3 separate regions of the Mus musculus genome follow, and regions 1 and 2 are each linked to region 3. The links are chromatin contacts, called in public HiChIP or PLAC-seq and promoter capture Hi-C maps. All regions are on one chromosome and are shown on one strand. Each heading gives the region's core, a stretch centred on a gene start, on an enhancer-like site or on the middle of the called end of the contact. The rest is flanking DNA. Distances are from core to core; before and after follow the strand shown. Region 1 overlaps Sgpl1 (sphingosine phosphate lyase 1). Region 2 overlaps Cdh23 (cadherin 23 (otocadherin)). Region 3 holds the start of Unc5b (unc-5 netrin receptor B).

Region 1 (2,747 bases), core at 160-2,659, 300 kb after region 3:
CTAGGTTTTCTAACTCAATATTCAAAGCCCTTCCCTCTCTCTGTTGTTATTAGAGTTCTGGGGACTGAATCAAGATCTTCTTGCATACCAGGCGTAGACTTTACCATTGAGCTACAATCCTAACCTTTCTAGTCTTCTTTCAATGTTCAGTGTCCCTGGGCTAACTGCATAACACACTGCATTCAATAGTACCTCAAGAGCTTTCTGTTTATAATTTATGTTCAGGGCAGACTCTATTTTAGCTATACGGTACCATTCACATCTAATTAAAGTTGTAAATAGTTGTATTATGACCTAACCACCTACCAGTATCCACTGGCACAAGAATCTAATAAGGGTTAATAACCTAAAACCAGAGTTGAGAAACTCTGGACAGGAAAGTTGATAATCTTCAAGATGTTAGGATCCATGGACTCATTATAAGAAATCAACATACCAATTTCCACTGGTATTTATAACCTTGAAACTGCAGGTGATCAGCTCTGCATGTGGAATCTTCCACCCCCAAAATTCCCTTTTCTGTCCTAAAAAGTTCCAAGCCCCAGTACCTAGGCACAGTCTCCATTCCACTGTTGTCCTTTATTGTTATGATTTAAGAACAATCAGCTTCCGCAGTGATCTATTCTTTTATTTTCATATTGCGTCAATCAATCCCAATCTAACACTTAACCCTTACTACTGTCTCCCACAACTGGCTATTTGTTTTTAAATAATGGAACATAAACTAAGATTGCATGGTCAAAATTAAAGTACACATAAGCTAGCTACCTCTCAAATTGCCTGTTTGTCTGAAAGCACACATCTGGCCATAGCTGAGACATCAGGCAGAGAGTAAATTAATCACTAACCCAGGAAGACATTCAAATGGTAATGATTTTCCTGAGCTTTATAGATTACTACTATAAAATTAGAGTTTTGGGAAAGCTACTTTCCAACAGAAAGTTGATCCTTACACCACAGTACAATGTCTTCTTTGAACTTCTAATATGCTAAATATCTAGCATGCCTTGATTCAGTCATTTCTTATGATTCAGTCACTACCAAACTGCATTAGCCTAGGGGCACTGTGATTTAGTCTGACCTAAAGCAAAGCACTAAACCCAGCGAGAGAGAACAGTTCAAGTATTTTAATCCATGGTCTTCCAGTGCTAGTAAGAATACAAATAAGTTGGATATTAACCTCCTATCTGCTAGAGTGTCTGAAAGAACAACTTTACCATGTTAGGAATTCAACACTTAGTCAACTATAGTGAAATAATTATAATACTTATATCCTTTAAAACATGTGTTCCACAAGATCCTAGAATTTTTACATCTTTACCACAGAAGCTGTGCAGGGCACAATGGCTTCAGACTGAATATGGAAATGAAAGGCCAGTCATTTGAACTCTGTATACTCAACTGATAAGTCACAAGTCACCATATCTCAGGTCATCAGAGCAGATCATGTCCTTCATAAGCAAAGATACTGAGATCCAAGGATCATGTTGCAAAATAGGCTTGGGGGGGGGATACAAGCCTGTTTCATTTTATTTCCTATCACCTGTTCTTCAGAATCAAACCATCAGTGGTGCAAACCAGAAGATCCATTGGTTCAACACCTGCAGTTCTCATAGTTTCTCCCATCTCACTTATCCTAATGGCCAAAGCTAGGACCCACAGCTTCACTACCCCTGCCCCCAACCAAGATAGATAACACTGCCAAATGGCCAGAATGATATCTACACAAGCCAAGTACTCTGCACATGGCTTTCTCAAACTGCAAACTTACACACCTGCTACTGATTCTAAAAGAAACGGAAATTAATTCATAAAGTACTCTGGGGACTAGAGAAAGCTCAGCAGTTAGGAAAGCTTGCTGCTTGCAGAGGAACCAGGTTCAGTTCCCAGCAACCACACACGGGTGCTACTCACAGCCGAAAGTATGTAACTCTAGTTTCAGGAGAGAAGGCACTCTCTTCTGGCCTCCACAGGTACACATGTGGTGCACAAATATCCATACAGGCAAACATCAGCCAGATAAAAATTTTTATTTTTTTTTAATTATTTACTTCAAAGTCATAAAAAGTTACCATTTAAAATAATCTCAAAGCCCATCTATTCTAATCTTCATTTTAATAATGAAGAAGCTAAGGCTCACAAACTAATCTTTAAATGTGTTTCCCCTCAGCTCAAGCCCACATAAGAATAACTTCTTGTTCACTACTCTCTACTAAACCAATGGAGTACATCAATATTACCTAAGAATACCCCACTAGAAGTTAACTTAGTGCAGAAGGCCCAGAAACACTGATTTTCCAACAGGAACACAAGTTCAAGACCAGCCTGGGCAATTTAGTGAACTCCGTCTCAAAATAAATTAATAAAAACAGAAAGGTGAGAGAGCTGAGACTGTAGTTAAGTCAAGTAGAACACTTGACTAGCCCTAGGTTCAATTCCTAGTACAAAGGAGGGGTAAGGAGAACTGGAGGACCCTTTCCCCATCTCTTTCTTTTTAGGGAAATAGCCAACAACCCACTTATATTACTGAGACCCAATTATCCAGCTCTTGAGAAGGAAGGAAAGTAAATTCACCAAGCTTCCTCAAGAAGTGCTAAATCTGCCATATTAATCCACCAGGTCATATCCATCAGGTCAACTAGATCAAATGTTCCTAATATTTACTCCTTGGACAGATACTAGAGAAAATTTGAATCTTCTACTTTGAAATCCTGCAAAGAAAGGGATAGAAGTGACAGAGCCCTTGC
Region 2 (2,700 bases), core at 130-2,629, 380 kb before region 3:
ATTCTCTTGTTGGCTCACTGAATGGCGAGCCTCATATCTGATAGATTAAATGCCCACCCAATTGCCTGCCTGACATCTCCATCACTCCACCTGCCGAGCCCTAACCGATTTTACAGTCCCACATGACATGAAAAATTAAGGTCAGAGTTCATGGCTGGGAGAATGTATCACCCCAGATCTGAGCTCAGCAGAGATCTGTATCTCCAGGTCCTTTACTCTTCTGGGTTTTTAACCCAGGGTTTTTGGGGGATTAGCATCTTGTACCTGTTAGGGGCCAAGAAACAGTTCTGCCTCAGACTCATGACCTTTTGGCTTCCCATTCTCTTCCCCTGCCCCACCTCCTTCCCACCTAGCTGTCAGAACAGCCTAAAAGACTGGAGGCGTCCAGTCTTCTAAACCCAGCCTAGAAGACAGAAGAGCCAACAGCATCCTCATTTTGCAGATGCTGAGAGAGGGGGATTGAGGCTTACGGAGCAAAATGTTCCTCATCATTCAGCCAGTCCAAGACTAGAATCTTCCAATTGTAGGTTGTAAAGACTTAGCACACACAGTGGGAGCTCACAGAAGACTTCTGTCCAGTCTGGGCTCTCGGCTGGTGGGAAGATGGCTGGCAGGCTGAAGCTCTGATTCTGAGTTCTGCTGGGAAGCCAGTGAGGAGGGTAAACAGAGATCTACTTTGGATCTGTTATACAAGGTGACAGCCATCTTGTGGCCCCTTTAGAGGTGTGTGTGTGTGTGTGTGTGTGTGTGTGTGTGTGTGTGTGTGTAATTTTTCCCTCTGTAATTTGATTATGTGTTTCACAGGCACAAATTTCATAGATGAAAATGCCTTGTTGTAATCTAATCTCATGTAACAGAAGCATATGCATGCTTTTGCAACGCACAGGCTGTAGATTGGACACTCCTGGATTTAATGTCTACCCCTCCCCCAATTCTTCCTCATCCAATGAGGCCCAGGGAAGCAAAAAAAAAAAAAAAAAAAAAAAAAAAAGGTGGCTCCTAGATTCTAATGGGTCACAAGTACATTTTTTAAAAATTATGTGTAGTAGCATAGAATAGAAAAATACTGGGGCATGTCCCAGGATCAGGAAATTAAATGACCCTGTGGGGCATGTGCTTTTCAACCCAGCCAACGGGAGGCAGAGGCAGACAGATTATAAATTCAAGCCAGCCTGGTCTACATAGTGAGTTCTAGGCCAGCCAGGGTTATACAGTGAGATCCTGCCTCTAAAACAAAACAAAACAAAACAAAACAAAACAAAACAAAACAAAACAAAACAAAACAAAACAAAACATACCAAAGTCTGACAATCACTAGGTAAGTCAGCACCAGAAGGACTTTGAGCCACTGGGGAGGTGAGCTTGCAGGAAGTATGGCTTCCACGCCTCCCATAGTTACACAGCTGGGTCAGTCAACTCTGAGCCCCACCCCAGCTCCACATCTCCCAAACACACCCCGCGCACCTCTTAGTTTACCCCAAGCCGTCCTTCCTGCTGCTGTATAGACGGATTCATCTGAGGCCCCGGTTGCTCTCCTTGCCCGGGACTCCAGTCACCTCCCCCCAGACTGGGAACCTTCCCAGCTCCAGCCCAGGGCCCCTTCGCACAGGCCTTTGGTTTGTGATTGTTTATGAACTTGCTCCACTCCTGGCCGATTTTACAGCCATCCTCTGTCCCTTTGCCCACAGGATCCATTTTCTTTGCTCCGGTGTTCTTAGTACAATTGGCCTGAGCAAGAACCATCATCGGCCAGCCTACGGAAGGGTGACTTCCGGATTGAAAGTCTAGGTGTAGGAGGGGACCGTCTGGGGACAGGTGATTCCAGGCCAGTGTGGGAGGTTTAGAGAGCACTCCGCCAAGTCCTTCTGTTTTCCAGAAAAGGACACCAAGGTCCCTGGTGAGGTACTCGCTCAAGGTCACCCGTGGGTGGTCCTACTTTTACAGAACTCAAGCAACTACAACAACACTGAATAGGAAGCGGGGTGCAGGGCTTGGGGTCAACACAGGTGGAATCAGAGCCATGGCTCAGCTGCCCTGGTGAGCTATACCAGCTTCCCTGGACCTGTGTCGTTTGAACCATAGTTATAGAAAACATGAAGTGCCCAAGAGTCACTCAACTCCTGGGATCCATCACCCGGGATGCTACTGAGTATCTTTTGCCTTTTACTTTGGGGCAGAGGAGCTGGAGAAGATGGCTCAGCAGTTAAGAGCACTGACTGCTCTTCCAGAGGTCCTGAGTTCAATTCCCAGCAACCACATGGTAGCTCACAACCATCTGTAATGGGATCTGATGCCCTCTTCTGGTGTGTCTGATGACAGCTACAGTGTACTCACATACATAAAATGAATAATCACTGGGGCAGAGATTGGTGGCCAGCAGCTCCTGAGGCTGGTAGGTTCTGGGGACACCTGTGACAGAAGCTGCGCACGCAGCTCTGCAGAGCCTGGCAGCAATAGGTCAGTTTGGTAAAAATAGATACACTGAAAGGCTGATTCTCTGAGAACCATCATCAGCCAGGCTGGTGCACTTCAGGGGTAGAGGTGGGGGACCCTGGCTTTATACCCTAACTCAGCCCAGAAACTGGAAGTCTCAGTGGCCTCCTTCTTCACTTCCTCCTCACCTGCAAGCCCAGCCCCACCCCACTCAGAACTCTGGGTCCTACCACGGAACCCCATCCTATTTTGGTTTTAGGATTGATA
Region 3 (2,700 bases), core at 14-2,513:
CAAGACACTTCCATCTTCGCGATGAGAGGAGAATCGGGGACTTTATAAACTTAGGAGTCCACCAAACCCTCTTAAGAGCATCTTTACTGGGTCCAGGTGCAGTGCAGAGGCGAGCTCACCTGGACACTGAGAATACCAATAACCTATTGAAAATAGGCAAAGTCGAAAGGAGATACATTACGCCCCTCCACTCTCTGCCAACACTCACCCCCAAACAATCCACCAACCACGAAACCTTTTCATACCCGCCCGCGCCGCACCTCCGGAGATCACGGTGTACAGGAGTCGGCCCCTCCCCCTTCAGTAGCTTAAAGCCTTCGGGCCTCGGCTCCCCAAAGGCCGAGAAGAAGCGCTTCCAGGGTTCCGCAGTATCCTGCTCTCTGTCCGCGACCCTCAGAATGCTGCGCGTGCAGCCCGCGGGAGCCTGTACTCAGACCTAAGTTGCAGGCGAACCGCAGAGAACACACACCTGGCCCTGGCAGTGACAGTTTTTCCGTGATAGTCAGGGGTCACTTGGAAGTGAATCAGACCCCATTCCACGGGAAGCAACTATCCCTTGGAGGCAGGAGCAGGGAGCTTCGAGCTTACGTGGCACCCCAGGTGGCCACGCGTCGCCCCCTCTCCCGAGCACCGAAGCTGCCTTTTAACTTGGACGCGTCCACGGCGTTCTCGGAGCGCAGTGACTCCGCCAAGAACCACCCGAACTTGCAGTTGGACGCTGAGACGCGCCAGGACCGCATCCCTGTGTTCCACTCCCTCTCGCACCTACCTGCTAGGCTCGGTGTCGGATCCCAGCAAAGCAGCAGCGCCAGCAGCAGCGCGCTCCGCACCCCGCTCCGGGCCCTCATGCTCCTGTCCCCCGGCCCGGGCGCCTCTCCCTCGGGGTTCTTTCCCGGTCCCCAGCCTCGCCGCCTTCGCCTTCGCCGCCGCCTCGCCGTTCTCGCAGGCGCCCGGCAGCGCCAGCCCGTGCCCTCCGTAGGCGCAGAGGCAACCGCGCAGCGCCGGGAGGCCGCCCGGCGACTAGGAGCGCTCCGGGAGTCGGACGCCGCTGGGGATCCCGGCTCTGGTGCGCCCTTTCCGCGCTCTCCCGCTGCGAGCGCCGTCCGCGCCCTGCTCCGAAGTTGTGCGATCCCAGTGGAGTGCGCTCAGCGGCGCTCGTAGCGGCCGCGCCGCGAAGTCTGTCCGAGTGGGGTGTGTGCTTCCCTCTGCGCCCTGCCGCTCCCCGCGGCTCCGCGCCCTCGCCCGCCCTGCCGCCGGCCACAATGCCCAGCGCCGCCGCGCGCTCGCCCTAGAGTCAGCGGGCCGGGGCGGGGCCTCACGCGATAGAAGGCGGGGCCTGGAGGACGGGGGCGGAGCCACGGGGCCCAGCGAGGGGGGGTACCCTACCGCTGTGTAGGCGCGGCCGAGTTGGGGCCTTATCAGAGGGGATCCTTGAAGAACGCAGGATCCAAAGCACCGGAAAACCGGTCCGCTGAAAGCGGCGGAGTCTACCGGATTTTCTTTCCAAAAATAAAGGAAATAAACATTCGTACACTTCTTAGCTTGGGTGTGAATCAGCTTTCGCTTTTGATTCGGTCTCAAAAGGGGATGGGGGTGTTTAAGAAAAAATGTCAAACACTCAAGTCCTGGTGGAGCGGGGGATGTAGTTGGGGAGTTCCAGCTGTGGATATTTGGGCATGAGTTAGGATCGTGATTGGTTCTGTTTTTCTCCTCGACCCAGGACAGAACTCTTTACGTGGGATCCGGAAGGATGGCTCATCCTAGGATATGGTGAACCAGTCCAATTGAATAAAAGGACGTGTGTGGGGAGGGAACCTGCTGCTGTGTTTTGCTCCGAGCACAAACTTGGTTCTGGTTCTGCTCCTTAAGCGCGTGACCTTGAAGGAGCTGCTTAGCTGTCTCCATCACTGTCACCTGTGAAATGGGGAAGAATGATGTTAGCTGTCTCATAAGGGGTTGAGGAGCAGAATGTGGGAAATAGGTAGAAAGTGGGGGCACAAATGGTGGCATCCCTTCCCAAGGTTCTTGAAGGAAGTCCTTGTCACCCAGAGGTGGGCCCATAAGCTTACGTGACCAGAGGAGACTTGGGAGATGTCTGTGCATCCGCTCACAGGAAGCTCACAGCACTTCCATGTGGGAGCCCACTAACGGGCTAATTCCATAATGCTATAAAGAAGCAGCCCCTACCCCTTATCTGCTGACCTCCTAAGCTTTTCCTCTTTGCAGATCTGGATCAGCCCTCTTCTTCAGGAAGAGAGCAGCCTAGCCAGGTTCTGAAGTCGGGTAGGAGGGTAGAAGGGTGGGAGGGTGGGAGGTATCCAAAAGAACCTAGTATTCCCAAGTTTTTCCTAGATTGGAGAAGAAAGGTTTGGGAGCCATAGTTGCTGACTAAGAGGTTGGTGGTGTGAGGGCAGAGAAGCAAGAAGATCCATGCTAGCTGTGTTTGGGGGAGAGGGAGGCAATGAAAGCGGGATTTCTCGACACCCCCTCTATCCCAACTCCACAAAATGAAGACTGGAGATCTATAGAAGGCTGTGGCTATAGGTGACGCCCCACATCATGGCTGGCCACCCAGGCCCAGTAGGGTGAATCCGGGTGGAGTGAACGCCCAAGGCAGGACTTTGGTTTCTGTGGGCAAAGGTAAACGGGCTATTTTTATCCTGGCCTGGAACAGCATGAGCAACAGCAGTGGCTGAGCAC

The links. Promoter capture Hi-C pulls out the DNA fragments that hold promoters and counts their contacts. HiChIP or PLAC-seq counts read pairs in DNA pulled down with a chosen protein or histone mark.
Region 1: a contact with region 3 is called in a promoter capture Hi-C map of liver, with 2.1 times the contacts expected there. The contact joins the enhancer-like site here to the promoter of Unc5b in region 3. A contact is called at or near these places in 2 of 39 promoter capture datasets (cranial neural crest and liver), 1 of 15 datasets of contacts at CTCF or cohesin (the NIH/3T3 cell line), 1 of 484 Hi-C or Micro-C datasets (embryonic stem cells) and 10 of 115 datasets of contacts at active chromatin or transcription factors (bone marrow-derived macrophages, embryonic fibroblasts, embryonic stem cells and 5 more).
Region 2: a contact with region 3 is called in an H3K4me3 HiChIP or PLAC-seq map of embryonic stem cells, with 9 read pairs. The contact joins the enhancer-like site here to the promoter of Unc5b in region 3. A contact is called at or near these places in 3 of 39 promoter capture datasets (the HPC-7 cell line, hippocampal neurons and pre-B cells) and 3 of 115 datasets of contacts at active chromatin or transcription factors (bone marrow-derived macrophages and embryonic stem cells).

The regions. Positions count from the first base shown.
Region 1 is chr10:61,127,477-61,130,223 of GRCm38.p6, forward strand. All of the region lies in intron 2 of Sgpl1 (sphingosine phosphate lyase 1), which reads right to left. Among named protein-coding and RNA genes, the nearest start is that of Sgpl1, 19 kb to the right of the region's middle. Within about 2 kb of position 1,410, at least 6 of the 459 cell types and tissues checked have an H3K27ac peak or open chromatin away from gene starts, as enhancers often do. A contact at or near this core is called in hepatocytes and liver, where this site is marked.
Region 2 is chr10:60,453,987-60,456,686 of GRCm38.p6, forward strand. The region is part of intron 15 of Cdh23 (cadherin 23 (otocadherin)); the gene reads right to left. Among named protein-coding and RNA genes, the nearest start is that of Gm17455, 56 kb to the left of the region's middle. Within about 2 kb of position 1,380, at least 5 of the 459 cell types and tissues checked have an H3K27ac peak or open chromatin away from gene starts, as enhancers often do. A contact at or near this core is called in embryonic stem cells, where this site is marked.
Region 3 is chr10:60,830,318-60,833,017 of GRCm38.p6, forward strand. Unc5b (unc-5 netrin receptor B) reads right to left here and starts at 1,264. Exons shown (of 17, transcript NM_029770.3): 1 at 770-1,264. The coding sequence starts at 848.